Linked DNA regions of Muntiacus reevesi: region 1 is linked to region 2. The links are chromatin contacts, called in public Hi-C maps. All regions are on one chromosome and are shown on one strand. The core of a region is the stretch at or near the end of the contact, and the rest is flanking DNA. Distances in the headings are between cores, read along the strand shown. Region 1 holds the start of FAM91A1 (family with sequence similarity 91 member A1). Region 2 holds the start of NTAQ1 (N-terminal glutamine amidase 1).

What was found. Hi-C and Micro-C count contacts between places; a contact is called where the count stands out from the background.
Region 1: a Hi-C map of muscle shows a contact between it and region 2, with 3 times the contacts expected there. The contact joins the promoter of FAM91A1 here to the promoter of NTAQ1 in region 2. A contact is called at or near these places in 2 of 3 Hi-C or Micro-C datasets (blood and muscle).

The regions. Positions count from the first base shown.
Region 1 is chr12:62,129,966-62,136,543 of mMunRee1.1, forward strand. It overlaps FAM91A1 (family with sequence similarity 91 member A1), which reads left to right and starts at 1,259. Exons shown (of 24, transcript XM_065902538.1): 1 at 1,259-1,573; 2 at 6,358-6,442. The coding sequence starts at 1,502.
Region 2 is chr12:61,810,563-61,816,766 of mMunRee1.1, forward strand. NTAQ1 (N-terminal glutamine amidase 1) reads left to right here and starts at 3,593. Exons shown (of 6, transcript XM_065903232.1): 1 at 3,593-3,914. The coding sequence starts at 3,826.

The sequences.
Region 1 (6,578 bases), core at 9-2,508, 320 kb after region 2:
CCAGGCAAGAATACTGAGGTGGGTTGCCACTTCCTCCTACAAGGGATCTTCCTGACTCAAGGATGGAACCCATGTCTCCTGCATCTCCTGCATTGGCAGGAGGATTCTTTACCGCTACGCCACCTGGGAAGCCCATTTGTTTCAACTCATCAGACATAATGACGTCTCTGCTATGTGTTGGACTGGCCTGCTGCTGAGTTATGCCCTAGGCGTTTTAAAACTTTGTGAGTTATATATCTGGCATGTGTGTAACAGAATATTATTTAAAACCATTGTTTAAAACTGAAATGTAGTCACAAAAATACTGAACTGGTCTATGGCTACTTGCCAGTAACAAAGATCATGAATTTGCTAAGCCAGTGTAACAAATTCTGGACGAAAGTGTTCACAATTTCTTCCCAATAGAATTGAAATTAAGATAGGCTGAATTTCTGCCTTTTAAAAGTGACTCTGGAGACATTTGTAAGGAGTAGAGCAGCTGTATGCAAGAATGTTTATCTTAGATTCTCTCGCAGCCTCTCCCACATCAGCACCAGCTGTTTAACATTCAGTTCCCTGAAGTCCTACAATGTAAGAATCTGGACCTTTGTGGGAACTGCTCGGTGGTCCAGTGGTTAGGACTCTGTGCCATTCACTGCTGAAGACCCAGCTTCAATCCCTGGTGGGGGAACTAAGATCCTGCAAGCTGCAGGGCAGTCCACAAAACAAAAGGAGAATTTGGACCTTTGAAGGACAGCCCAGTTGTTTCTCTTGCTCAAGATACAACAACTACCAGTTGGAGTGAAGGATCACTAGCCTTTTGCTCTACCACTCCACTCTGGGGACAGCTGACTCACACATTCCTTCATGACCTGGACCCCTTCCCCCTGGCCTCGGTTCAGGCTTGGCTATTGGGGGGCCCCCGGGACCTCACTGCTCTTGCACTTTTAAAAGTCGACCATGGCCCCCATCCCAAGTCGTTCCTTCTAGGTATCCCACCCGGGTGCCTGTAACCGCCTGCTCCAGGGCCACCCGGGCTCACATTTGGAGAAAGTGGGTCATCCAGCAATGACATTACAAACCCAACTGATTCATCCAGAGACTAACAGAGGGATACGGGGCGCGCGGTCACGGAGTCACTATCCGGGTACCACCCGGCTCCACCTGCCTGGTCCACTTGCGTGCAGGGGGCTGGGCAGCAGGCCAGTCCCGGCCCCGCCCCTCGGCCCCACTCCGGCGGGCGGAAGTGACGCACACCCGAAGCCATTTCCGGCCAGCCCGAAACTAGGAAGAAACTTGGAGCCGCCGAGGGGTCCAGCTGCTCCTCTCCGCTGCTCCTGTGCCCCGTGGCCCGGGCCGTGCCGAGCTGTCGGGAGCCCAGGCCATGGGGCAGCCTGGGCCGTCCGCAGTGTGAGTCGCGGGACCTCCCGCGAGCTCCCCGGACGGGCCGAGGGCTGGCAGGCGGGAGGCGTCGTGCCAGCGGCGATCCCGGCCGCTGCCGCCCGCCCAGGCTCCCGGCATCATGAACATAGACGTGGAGTTCCACATCCGGCACAACTACCCCTGGAGCAAGCTGCCGGCCAACGTGAGGCAGGTACGGAAGCTGGGGACCCGGTCCCGCCCTGCCGCCACCTGCTCGCGCGCTTCTGGGCTCACTCTCGGCCTTGCCCCCGCTAAAGGTCTGGATTTAACCGACTCCAAACCCCCGGATGGGGAGGGGGTGGCTCTGGGGCCACAAGGGCAGGATGGGGCTGTTGCGAAATGGGATGGCATGGTGTCCGCTGGATTCGCCTGGCGCCTTCGCACGCGGTCTCCGTTTCACCAGGCACTGGTCTAGACTAACCTTCGAAACAAATTTGAAACACAGCTCCTGATCTGGAGAACTTGGGGATGGTGGCAAAGGGACGAGAAACAAATGACTGCGTTACAGGCTGATAGCTGCTCACACGAACCAGCATCATAGTATAGGGGACTCAAAAACTGTCAATGGAGCATCGGGAGGATGTGTAGGAGAGGTATTTAAAATGGGTTTTAAAAGACAAATAAGAGATAGCTAGAAAAGAGGGGGGTTAAAGATTTTCCAACGAGAGAGAAAGTCATTTTAAAAAGCTTAGATGAGTGAAAGCGTGCTTTCACTGTCTGGAGGTGGGGCTTGGTTAGTGCTTGGGGGTGGGAGCTGTCAGGGCCGGATTTTGAAGAGCTTTCTTGCTTTCTTTTGTTGGACTTTAGCCTCCCAAAGAGAAGGGTTTATTAGAGATGTTACAACAAGAGAGTGACAAGGAGGTTTGGTCTTTTTTTTCCCCTCAGAAGTAGTTCTCAAATGCTTGAGTGTCATTTTTACTCAGTTTCCCAGATACCTGTTTAACACCTACTATGTACTATGCCTTGTTTTAGGTGCAGGTAATTTGCAGCAGTCAACACAAGGAAAGCCCTGTCTTCATGGAGCTTAACATTTTAGAAAAGAAAGACAGTAAACAAATGAGTAAATATGTGGTATGGCGAGTGGTGTTGAAGCTTATGAAGGAAGTGATGAATGCTGTATAGAAGGCACTGTTTTTTTCTGGTCATTGGTTGACCTTCAGGTTCCCACCATTTTACTTGGTTGGGAGTGAAATTTTGTTTTCCATTGGTTCTGAACACTGGCATATTTGGAGGGTTTGGGATGGTGGTGGTGATGGTATAAAGATTGTTACTTTGCCTCCTTTCTCAACTTGGGGTCTTAGTTCCAGGTAATGAGTAATTTAAGGTTCTGGCACTGTATCATGTGGCAGAGAAAATGCTTTCACTTCAAAAATACCAAAACCCAAGAAAGTGGGAAGATAAATTTAAGGAACTCTGAATTCTTGGGTGGCAGGGGCTGCCCTTGTGACGTTAATCTTGAGCAGGAAGAAGAAAGCCCTAAACCTGGAGGAATAAGTTTCTCTTGTTAAGCTTGAATGAGGACCTTGATGGACACTTTCTGTTTTTAGAGTTTTGTGTGGCATATGGCAAGACAACTGGAAGAACCAGTAATCCTTTGTTTCCATGTTTATTTTTCCTTTCACAACAATAAATGTAGCTTAATAGATACGAGATGGCTGATTCCATTATGTCCAACCGAAATAATCGATCTTAATTAGTGTTGGCAAAAGCCTTTCTAAACCTTAGTCATAACTATTAAAAATAATCTCCAAACTGTTATAATCTGGTACAAACATAACATTAAATTAAAACTTCTTTTGGTAACATCAATTAAAAGAATTGATGTTTTAGCTTAGGATAAGCTTCCACTTGTCGAAGGTGTTGCAAAACTGTATGAGTTACTTCGTGGACTTAGCCTTGCTCTGTTTTCGTAGGTCAGGCTCAACCTTGGTTTACTACATCAGCTTTCTCTCTGGTCTCTTGCCTTCAGAAAAAGACCCTCCTATCCATTCCCTATATTAAACTGGGGTAAGGTTCTAAAATGCAAACACAGCTCTTTTACCACTTGTCTCCATAGATTACTTGTTGCTTCTTCTTGAATCCAGATGTTAACTCCTCCAGAAGGTTTCCCTGACTTAAATCTAGAGTAGTTGACCCCCAGCACTGTATCTCTCTTCTCTAGGGTTGTAGTTGTCTTCCAGTAAATATTTTTGGAGTGAAGGAATGATAGCATCAGTTTGAGATTTTTTTTCTGGAGCTAAAACTCAGTTAGTTTAAAAGTGGGGAGTAGTCCTTGTGTGAAAAGAATTTGGGTTTTTTTTTTTGGTGTTAACAGATACTAAGTATTTTGATAGGAGTTTCCAGTAGGTTTTGAGGCATTTAATTTGGAAGTGATTCATTTCTGAAAGCTGGGGGAAGGTGATTCAGATTTTTTTTAATTTTTAAAATAATTTAAAAAATAAAATTTTTTTTTGTATAAATAAGGTGAAAGGTTTTTTTACTTGGTGTGAGCTATACTAGACTTCCAAGAATATATTAAAAAGTTGTGGATCACACCATTGTTTGAGGATTTGGAGGGGATTTTTGAGGATTTGAGGATTACTGGTAAAACTATAGGTTTACCCGTATTCATTGTTCAAAACAGTTCATAGTTGTTTTATTTGAAGGGAGATTTTATGATATGGTTCTGTGTGATCCAAGGAGGGTCAATTAAAAAAAAATACTATGTACTTCTTTGTGGGGGTGCACATTGGAATGGGATTTGTGGAGCAAAAACTTTAGAAAAAAATGCTTTATGCTAATCTGATGCACAGTGGATGTTTTACAGCCAGTTTCTGTGGCACTCCATCTGTTACAGTTCCTTTTATATGCAGCCCAGCTTCATTTATCAGATCTGGTTGGAGTTTCTGCAGGGTCAGCACTGTCTCAGAGTAAAATGACCTTTCTTTAGTTGCCTCCTATAGAGGCAACAGTGTTTTAAAATGTGAATGGTGGGAAATTTGGGGTAGGAGTGGAAGAGAAGGCAAAGAATCTTTGTGAACAAAGCAGTTAATATTTTATGTACCAGGATAGTGAAGAATAGAATCAGCTTTTAATGTAGCTTTTAGTTATTTGTGCATGCACACATATATTGATCAGAACCAGTCATTACTTAATGACTATGGCAAAGACTTAGATGTTTAATAGCTCTATTCTCTAATTAGCTTACAAATAACAGGGCCCTTATATTTTGTGTAAGTGGTTTGATTTACACTTTGTATCCTGGAGTTAACCAGGAACAGAATTTTAAAGGAAGAAAATGGTTGTAAGTTAGGATAAATTAAGGGACTTATTTTGAAACAGAAGAGCAAATCCTCAAGTTTGAGAGTTGCTAAGATTTTAGCAGATTGTCTGCTGAGTGAGTGAGTGAGTGAGTGTGTGTGTGTATTTGTGTTTTGTGTTCTTTGAAAAAGAGACTTTTATTTGGCAGTAGAGCTAGAGGAGATCCTTTAAAAGTTTTACAGAAAGCCTGGTATTTTGAATCCCCTAAATATCTTCAGTCCTGAGCTTGGCTTTGGGGCTGCATCAGAGATGGGAGAGCAGTTTCTCTGTGATAACTTTAATTTCTAACTACCTGTAATGTTAAAGTGGATGAAAATAATGTAAGCACATATATTTCAGCATTTTAGTTTTCTCACATTATGTCCCTTTTTTCTTAAAATGCTACCCACCAATAGTTCCAGTTATGTACCAGTTAAATGTGTTTCATCTGTCTTATGAAGATGGCCTTAAATGAAAGTATGTATGTGGACATTTACCTTGGCTTTTAAAAACCTACGAGTAAGATGTATAGTAACTGAATCCTCTGATCTTTCCTGTCATTAATCTCTTCAGTTCAGTAGCTCAGTCGTGTCTGACTCTTTGCGACCCCATGGATTGCACCACACCAGGCCTCCCTGTCCATCACCAGCTCCTGGAATTTACTCAAACTCTTGTCCATTGAGTCGGTGATGCCATTCAACCATCTCATCCTCTGTCGTTCTCTTCTCCTCCTGCCTTCAATCTTTCCCAGCACCAGGGTCTTTTTCCAATGAGTCAGTTCTTTGCATCAGGTGGCCAAAGTATTGGAGCTTCAGCTTCAGCATCAGTTCTTCCCGTGAATATTCCATTAATCTCTTAAGATGTTTTTTATAGTATGTTGGAAAGATCATGGCTAATAATTAGAAGGGGGATAGCAGTCACACATTAAATGAAGTTTATGTTCTCACATTGAATGTAATGATAACTCTAATCAGACCAGCTTACACTTTGCTTTCATGAAAAACCAATTTTGAACTTAAAACACTTAAGTTCACAGCTAGAAAGTATTTTGCTCGTTAAAAAATATATCGGAAATTTAGGCAACTTTTATTTTCTAGAATTGTCTAAATGTCTTATAATGAGACCATTAGATGACATTTTTAGGAAATAATCTTATTTAGAAGTACATTTGAAATATACATTCCTCAGAAATCTTAATTTTTAATAATCATAGCCTTCAGCTGTAAGTAGTTATCAGACAGGGATCTGTTCTTAGTGGCCATTCTTAAATTTAAAAAAATGTAGGTGCAAGAAACCATCCATCCTATTCACACAAATTGGAAACCGGCAAGAAGGAAATTTTTTATTAGTAAAATAGTTTTTTTTTAAGTGCAGTTATGCTCTCTGACTGCTCTTTATATATATATATATATATATACATACACACACATATATGAAATACTTTAGATAGAGTCAGTAAATCCTTTTAGAAAGGCAGGCTGAAGATAAACACATTGGTTTTTTTTTTGCTGTAATACCATTGCAGAAAAGTTTGTATGATAAAGTTTAAGAAAACCTTTACTCAGTTCTTGAACTTAGAGATTCTAGGATAAAATTGGGGGGCATGGTATTGAAGTTTTACGGAGCGAGAGTACTGTTGGTTTAGTTATTTAAAATCTATTTGAATTTTTTTTTTAGAGTCTTGGAAATTCACAGAGAGAATATGAGAAGCAGGTTGTCCTGTATAGTATCCGTAATCAGTTACGATATAGAAATAACTTAGGTAAGTAGAGAGATTTTTACATTGAGATAGAATTGACTGTTACTGAGTTATCATTTTCATAAATCTCTCCTATCTTTTCACCGTATTTCATAGTACTGAAATCGTTCATGTACAGCCTTTATGAAATTCTATAATG
Region 2 (6,204 bases), core at 2,343-4,842:
AATCATGTGTGTTTTAAAAATACAAACTTTTATCCCCCCAATTTAAAGATTAATTGCTGCTTTTAAGAAAAGGTTTAGTAGCTTAAAGAAAGCACCTTATCGCAGAGACTTCTGACTCTCTGAATATCCATCCTTCCTTCTGCTTGAGATACTGTTGTTACCCGGGCTGCCCAGAATCCACCCTACATCTCCTAATCTCCCTTGCATGTGGATGTGACCTTGTGATTATCTTTTAGACAGTGGAATGTGAGCAGAAGTGATATGTACCATTTTGTGGATTTTTGTTCTTAAACCTTCTGTTACTCCTTTTTCCTGATTTTGCTGGCCAGAATGAAATTGCAGCTGATTTGGTGGTGAGCATTCTTCAACTAGGCTAAACTGTAAAGAATCTGCCTGCAATGCAGGAGACACAAGAGATATGGGTTCGATCCCTGGATTAGGAAGATCCCCTGGAGGAGGGCATGGCATTCCACTCCAGTATTCTTGCCTGGAGGACCCCATGAACAGAGGAACCAGGGGGGCTACAGTCCATAGGGTCGCCAAGAGTCAGGCACGACTGAAGCGATTTTTTCTAAACTATGTGCAACCAGGGCAACATCCTAGATATGGTCTTCCATCCAGATCTCAGGCGCCTGGGTACAGACACTGTGGAGACAGTCTATCGGCTCTGGAATGTAAACATCTAGGGTGTTCTATAAGAAATGCATTTGTATCTCCCCTAAACCAAATTTTTGGGTTTGTGACAGTAACCTCACTTGTATCTTAGCAAAACAGTTGTTAATTCAATAGGGATTTATCCCAGTCACAGTGCTTACACTTTGTTCACAAAGAAGCATAATGATGATGATCATAGTTGCAACACTTGGTAGTTGTTTACTACATAGGGTACTTCTCTGTTGTGCCAGGCACTATGCTTTTTGCACAGATTAGTTTATTTAATGCTCATGACAACTTTGTTAGGTAGACACTATACTTGTATTACTCTCATTTTACAAAAAAAGTTTGACACACAGGAAGATTGGTGAATTGTCTAAGGTCACACAGGACAGTTAGCCGAGAAAGGATTTGAGTCAGTCTGTCTGACTCTGGAGCTATTATTTTGTACTGTCTCAAGACAAGACCATGTCATGGTGCTGCTCATGGCAGATCCTGAGACAGGTCAAGTTACTTAGCATGATAATAATAGTAAAGACATATGACTAAAATGTTGTGGCAAAACAGAAAAAAAAAAAAAGCTGTGCAGAATTGGAAGGCAGCAATGAACTTTCCCTGGGAAAAGCTGAAAATAAGGAAAGTGAAAGAGCACACATTAGATAGAAGATACATGCATCTTCTGCAAAGATTTATCTGAGTAGTAAGACACTCAGTGATGGGAATTAGGATCTATTGGAGATAATGGAGTGAAACTATACCACAAATCATGACTGCTACCATTTATCATTATGTGTTGGGCTTCCCTGGTGGTTCAGACGGTAAAGAATCAGCCTGCAACAGGGGAAACCTGGGTTCGATCCCTGGGTTGGGAAGATTCCCTGGAGGAGGGCATGGCAACCCGTTCCAGTATTCTTGCCTGGAGAATCCCCATGGACCAGAGGAGCCTGGTGGGCTGCAATCCATGGGATCGCAAAGAGTGGAACATGACTGAGCGACTAAGCACGTCATTATGTGTCAGTACATATTCATTCTACTTTATATACATAAATTCAATCAGTCCTCATAACAACCCTCTGAGGTAGGTGTTGTTATCATTAACTTCATTTTAGATGAAGACACTGAGCCACAGAGAGGTGAAGTAACTTGGCCCAAGGTCACACAACTAGTAAGTAATAGAACCTACTAGTTTGGCTTCAGAGTCCTGCAGCAGTCTAGGTCCAATCAGAAGAAACCACATGGTAGGTTAAAGAGGGGATGTGAATGTCAAGAATTAGATAAAAGTAAAATGTGAGATAAAAGGAAACTATGGTATCTTGGGCTGAGGGAGGGTCCTCAAGGACAAATTTGAGAGAGGTTTGGATCTCATTGGAGAGAGCATGGGTTGGCTACGAGATAGCAGAGACATTTGCTCATTTAGCAGGTTGGAGGCAGTCCAGGTAGCTGGGTAAACAAGAGAGAAGAGGGTGGAGGAGCGTGATCACTAACCAGCCTCATGGGGAGTCATGGGAATCTGGGAGTCGGCAGGGACAGAAGACCTTTAAGATGCTGGGGACTGGAGAGATGGAGGCAGAAGCACTGCTAAGTGCATCACCCTGCTCCCCTGAAAGGCTTGCTAGGTGGCTGCCTGCAGCCCTTGCAGGGCTCTAGTTTCTGCGTCAAGAGGGCTGCATAAAGGTTATTGCAAGGCTAGAGCTGCAAGGTCACAGAAGGACAGATCTTGGGGCTGTGGCTGGAGCAGACCCTATTGGATGTTTTTGAGACCACACTCCTAACCCTGGTTGGTTCCCAGAAACCGCAGGAAGCTTCTTCCTTCAGTGCATTTAATAGAGAAGGTTTAACACTGTGCTCATTTTAAAGGATAAATGCTTAAAGGAATTCCATTGTTTATTATTAAGTCTATTGAAGTATGTATTTGGACCTGAGAGGTAATACATTGATAACTGACACAAGACTTATATTAAGTCTTGAGGACTTTGGAGCTTTAGAACTCATGAGACTGGGAGAATCGGACTGCATATAGACCATATATATGGTCTATAATCCAATCTAACAATTTCGGTTTTCAGAATCTACCCGATCAGCTGTATATGTCCCTTGCAAATATAAACATTCAGAAGGATACAAATCTAAAGTGAAAGCCCTCCATGCCATTCATTGACATGGGAAACACTTTTAACCATCTGGTGTTTTTCCTTCCAGACTGCTGGCAAATAAATATATGATTAACACTAAATGGGCACTATGAGGACTTTCAAAACTGTTCGTTCTTACTCTATGAAATAATCAATATATCTTTTTGAGTCAGTATATTTGGAATGAACATCCCCCCACCATTCCACCATCCTTTTCGCTCCCCGCGCCCCCTCGCCTCTCTCAAAAATAAACCTTTTTCACATACAAGATCCTCTTATTTCACTTGCACACGTGGAGTCTTCCCAATCTCATCGGCCGCAGCTGGCAAGGGGTTAGAGGGTGTCAGACTCCTCCGAGACTCAAGAAGTACCGTTTACCAATTCCAAGCCCTCCCCTGACTCCCCTCTCAAGCGGCCAGGCGGTGACCTCTTTTTTTCCAACGCTGATTGTCCGTTCCCAAGTCTCCAGCACTCTCTGCACACTGCCGCTCTAGGACCACGTGCCGCGTGGCCCCGCCCCTGGCCCCCCGACCCCACCCACCTGGCGGGGTTTCGCAAACCAGGAACCACAAGATCCTCCACGTCCCTGGCTCCGCCCACTATGAACTCAAGCCTCTGTCGCTCAGACTCCAACCTCAACGGCACTGCCACGGAGCGCCTCGAGCTCCGCCCACCTCTTTCCGCGCCAGGACTTTGCATCGCTGGCCCCGCCTAAGCTCCGCCCACCAGAACCTGCCCAGCCAATCCAGGGCCGCCCGACTCCAGCCACTGACAACAACTCTCTTCATTCCCAGCACCACCCTCCCGGGACCTGCCACGGGCTTCTCGAGCTTCTGCGCGGGATCTTGCGCTTTCAGCCACTCAGGCTCCGCCCACCCTGCCCCAGGCCCCGTCACCCGGGGGCGCCACCGGCGGCCTCGGGCTCCTCCCAGTCCGCCCAGCGAACCAGCGCTGTGTGTAGTGTGCCGGCTCCTCCTCCGAAGCTCGCCGGCGGGGCCGGTCTGTTTTCGTACGCCTCTGGCCCGTGCCCAGGCCCGCCATGGAAGGGGAAGCCCCCGTCGCCGCAGCCGCCCACTACCAGCCGGCCAGCCCCCCGCGGGACGCCTGTGTCTACAACAGCTGCTACTGGTGAGGGGGCGCGGGGGCAGCCCCCGGCGTCTCCCCGGCCCACTCGGCGGTGGAGACGCCGCCGGGCTCCGCCTCTTCCCGGCCCCTCCCCGGGGGCGCTCTGGGCCTGGCTTGAGGGTTTTCCGGTTTGAGGGGCGGAGGGAGCCAGAATGGCAGCGCTAGAGTCTTGAGTGGAGCGTGGGCATTCGGAGGGTGTTGGGGGAGGGGGGTGGTATCCTCCAGGAAGGGTCGAGTCGCTGGTGGTTTACTTCTGCCTGGCCTTTTTCTCCTGGACCTTTCTCAGGGGATCTCAGTGCTTGGGGGCGCCTGGAAGGGGAGTTGGAGGCGAAGGGTGGAGGGTAGAGAGCCTTTGAAAATTATTGTACTAAATTAAAGCCCAAGTGGTTTCGCACTGATGTGAAGGTCATTTTAATTTTGGAAGAGAATGAAAGCACAGAGATTTTGCAATAACATTCCCAAGGTCACTCATTGAAGGCAGCCAGGATTCCAAGTCAGGCCCCGTTGTACCAGAAACTAGGAGCCTAAAGACCACCACGTCGTTACTATAATAGTGGTTACGTTTACACGTGGTACTCAGTATATGCCGAGCATTGTTCCCAGACGTTTCAGTAAACGAATTCATTTCTCCCTACAGTGCATTAGAAGGAAGGTACTATTACTCCCGTTTTAAGGGTGAGCATGTCGAAGCACAGAGGGTTGCAAGAAATTTGCCTACTGCCGCATAACTTGTGAGGGACAGGGAGGCCTAGCTATAGTCCATAGGATGGCAAAGAGTCAGATACAGCTTAGCGACTGAACAACAATAGCATAGCTTGTGAGTGAAGGAAGGCAGATTGGGAACAGAGTCTGCACACTGTACCCCTTTCCTAGACTTCTGTGATGGAATTACAACCCTTAATCTTGGTCTTTCTCACTCCCACGCCTACCATTCCCTTGCTTGAATGGAGACTTCCAGTCCTGCACAAGAAACCTCAGGGTCCTCTGAAACTACCTTTCCTCCTTCAGCTGGTCACCAAACCAGTGCTACCAAGAGCTGGAGTTTGTTCAGCTCTGACTGCATGTCAGGCCCAGTGCCAAGAACTTCCTTTCAGGCTTAGGAGATAGATCTTTTATTATCCTTTTTCTCATTTCCTTTCCTATTGAAAATACTGAATCACAGGGAGGTCTTTAGTTTGCCCACATCACACATCTAGCAAGGGCTTCCCTCGCGGCTGGGTGGTTAAGAATCCACCTGCATTGCAGGAGACCGGGGTTCGATCCCTGAGTTGGGAAGATCCCCTGGAGAAGGGAAAGGCTACCTACTCCAGTATTCTGGCCTGGAGAATCCCATGGACTGTAGGGTCGCAAGGAGTGGGACAGGACTGAGTGACTTTCACTTTCACACATCTAGCAAGTGGTGGTGCTGACTACATTTTATTTCTGCCCCTCCTCTCACCTCAGTCCTCTTAGTTCTTGTCTCTGAGATCCATTCATTTTTTATTCATTAATTCAATAAATGTTTACAGAGGATGTGAAGCAGGGTCCTAGACACTAGGGATACTGCAGTGAACAATGTAGACATATTCCCTGGTAAGATTTCATAGTTCTTACATTTTTGTTGGGGGAAAGCAGACAAAAGCAAGTTTAACCACACTTGGGTGTGTTGAGTGCTGTGAGAAAAATAGAACAAGATAAGAGATGATGACTCACTATATTATTAGGATACTTAAAGACGTTGATAAAATGACATTTGAACAGAGAGCTGAAGAAAGAGGGCAGGAGCTTTGTGAATATTGGCAGGAGATTCCTCCAGGCAGGGGGACAGCAGGTACAGAGGCTCTCAGAAGAAAGCTGGCGAGAGTATTCGAGGAATAATAGAGAGGCCGACATAATAGGAGTGCAGTGATCCAGTGGAAAAATACTAGGAGATGAATATCTGTTCAGTTGATCGTCTCCTCTTGGTTCCTTCAGCCATAGATAGGTCTGTCCCTCCCCGGGTCTGGCCACTGGGGCCTGTTCTGGTTCTTCCTAACAGGCATCTCTGCCCAGCTCTCCCATAGCCCATTAAGTCTTTAATTTTCAGCTGGCTTCATACTGCTCAAAGCCAGTCTAAATTTGAATGTACCCAGAGAACCACCTGGAGCTTATAGAATATGCAGATCTTAGGGTCCAACCCTAGAGAGCCTGGATGTGTGAGCTGCACGGTAGAGCAGTCTGAGTCTGGCCCATTGATCCTGTTTCAGGATCTCAGGGCCAGACAAAAAAGTGTCCTGCGTATAGCAAGCACTGTAAAGATCTGGTCACCATCTGT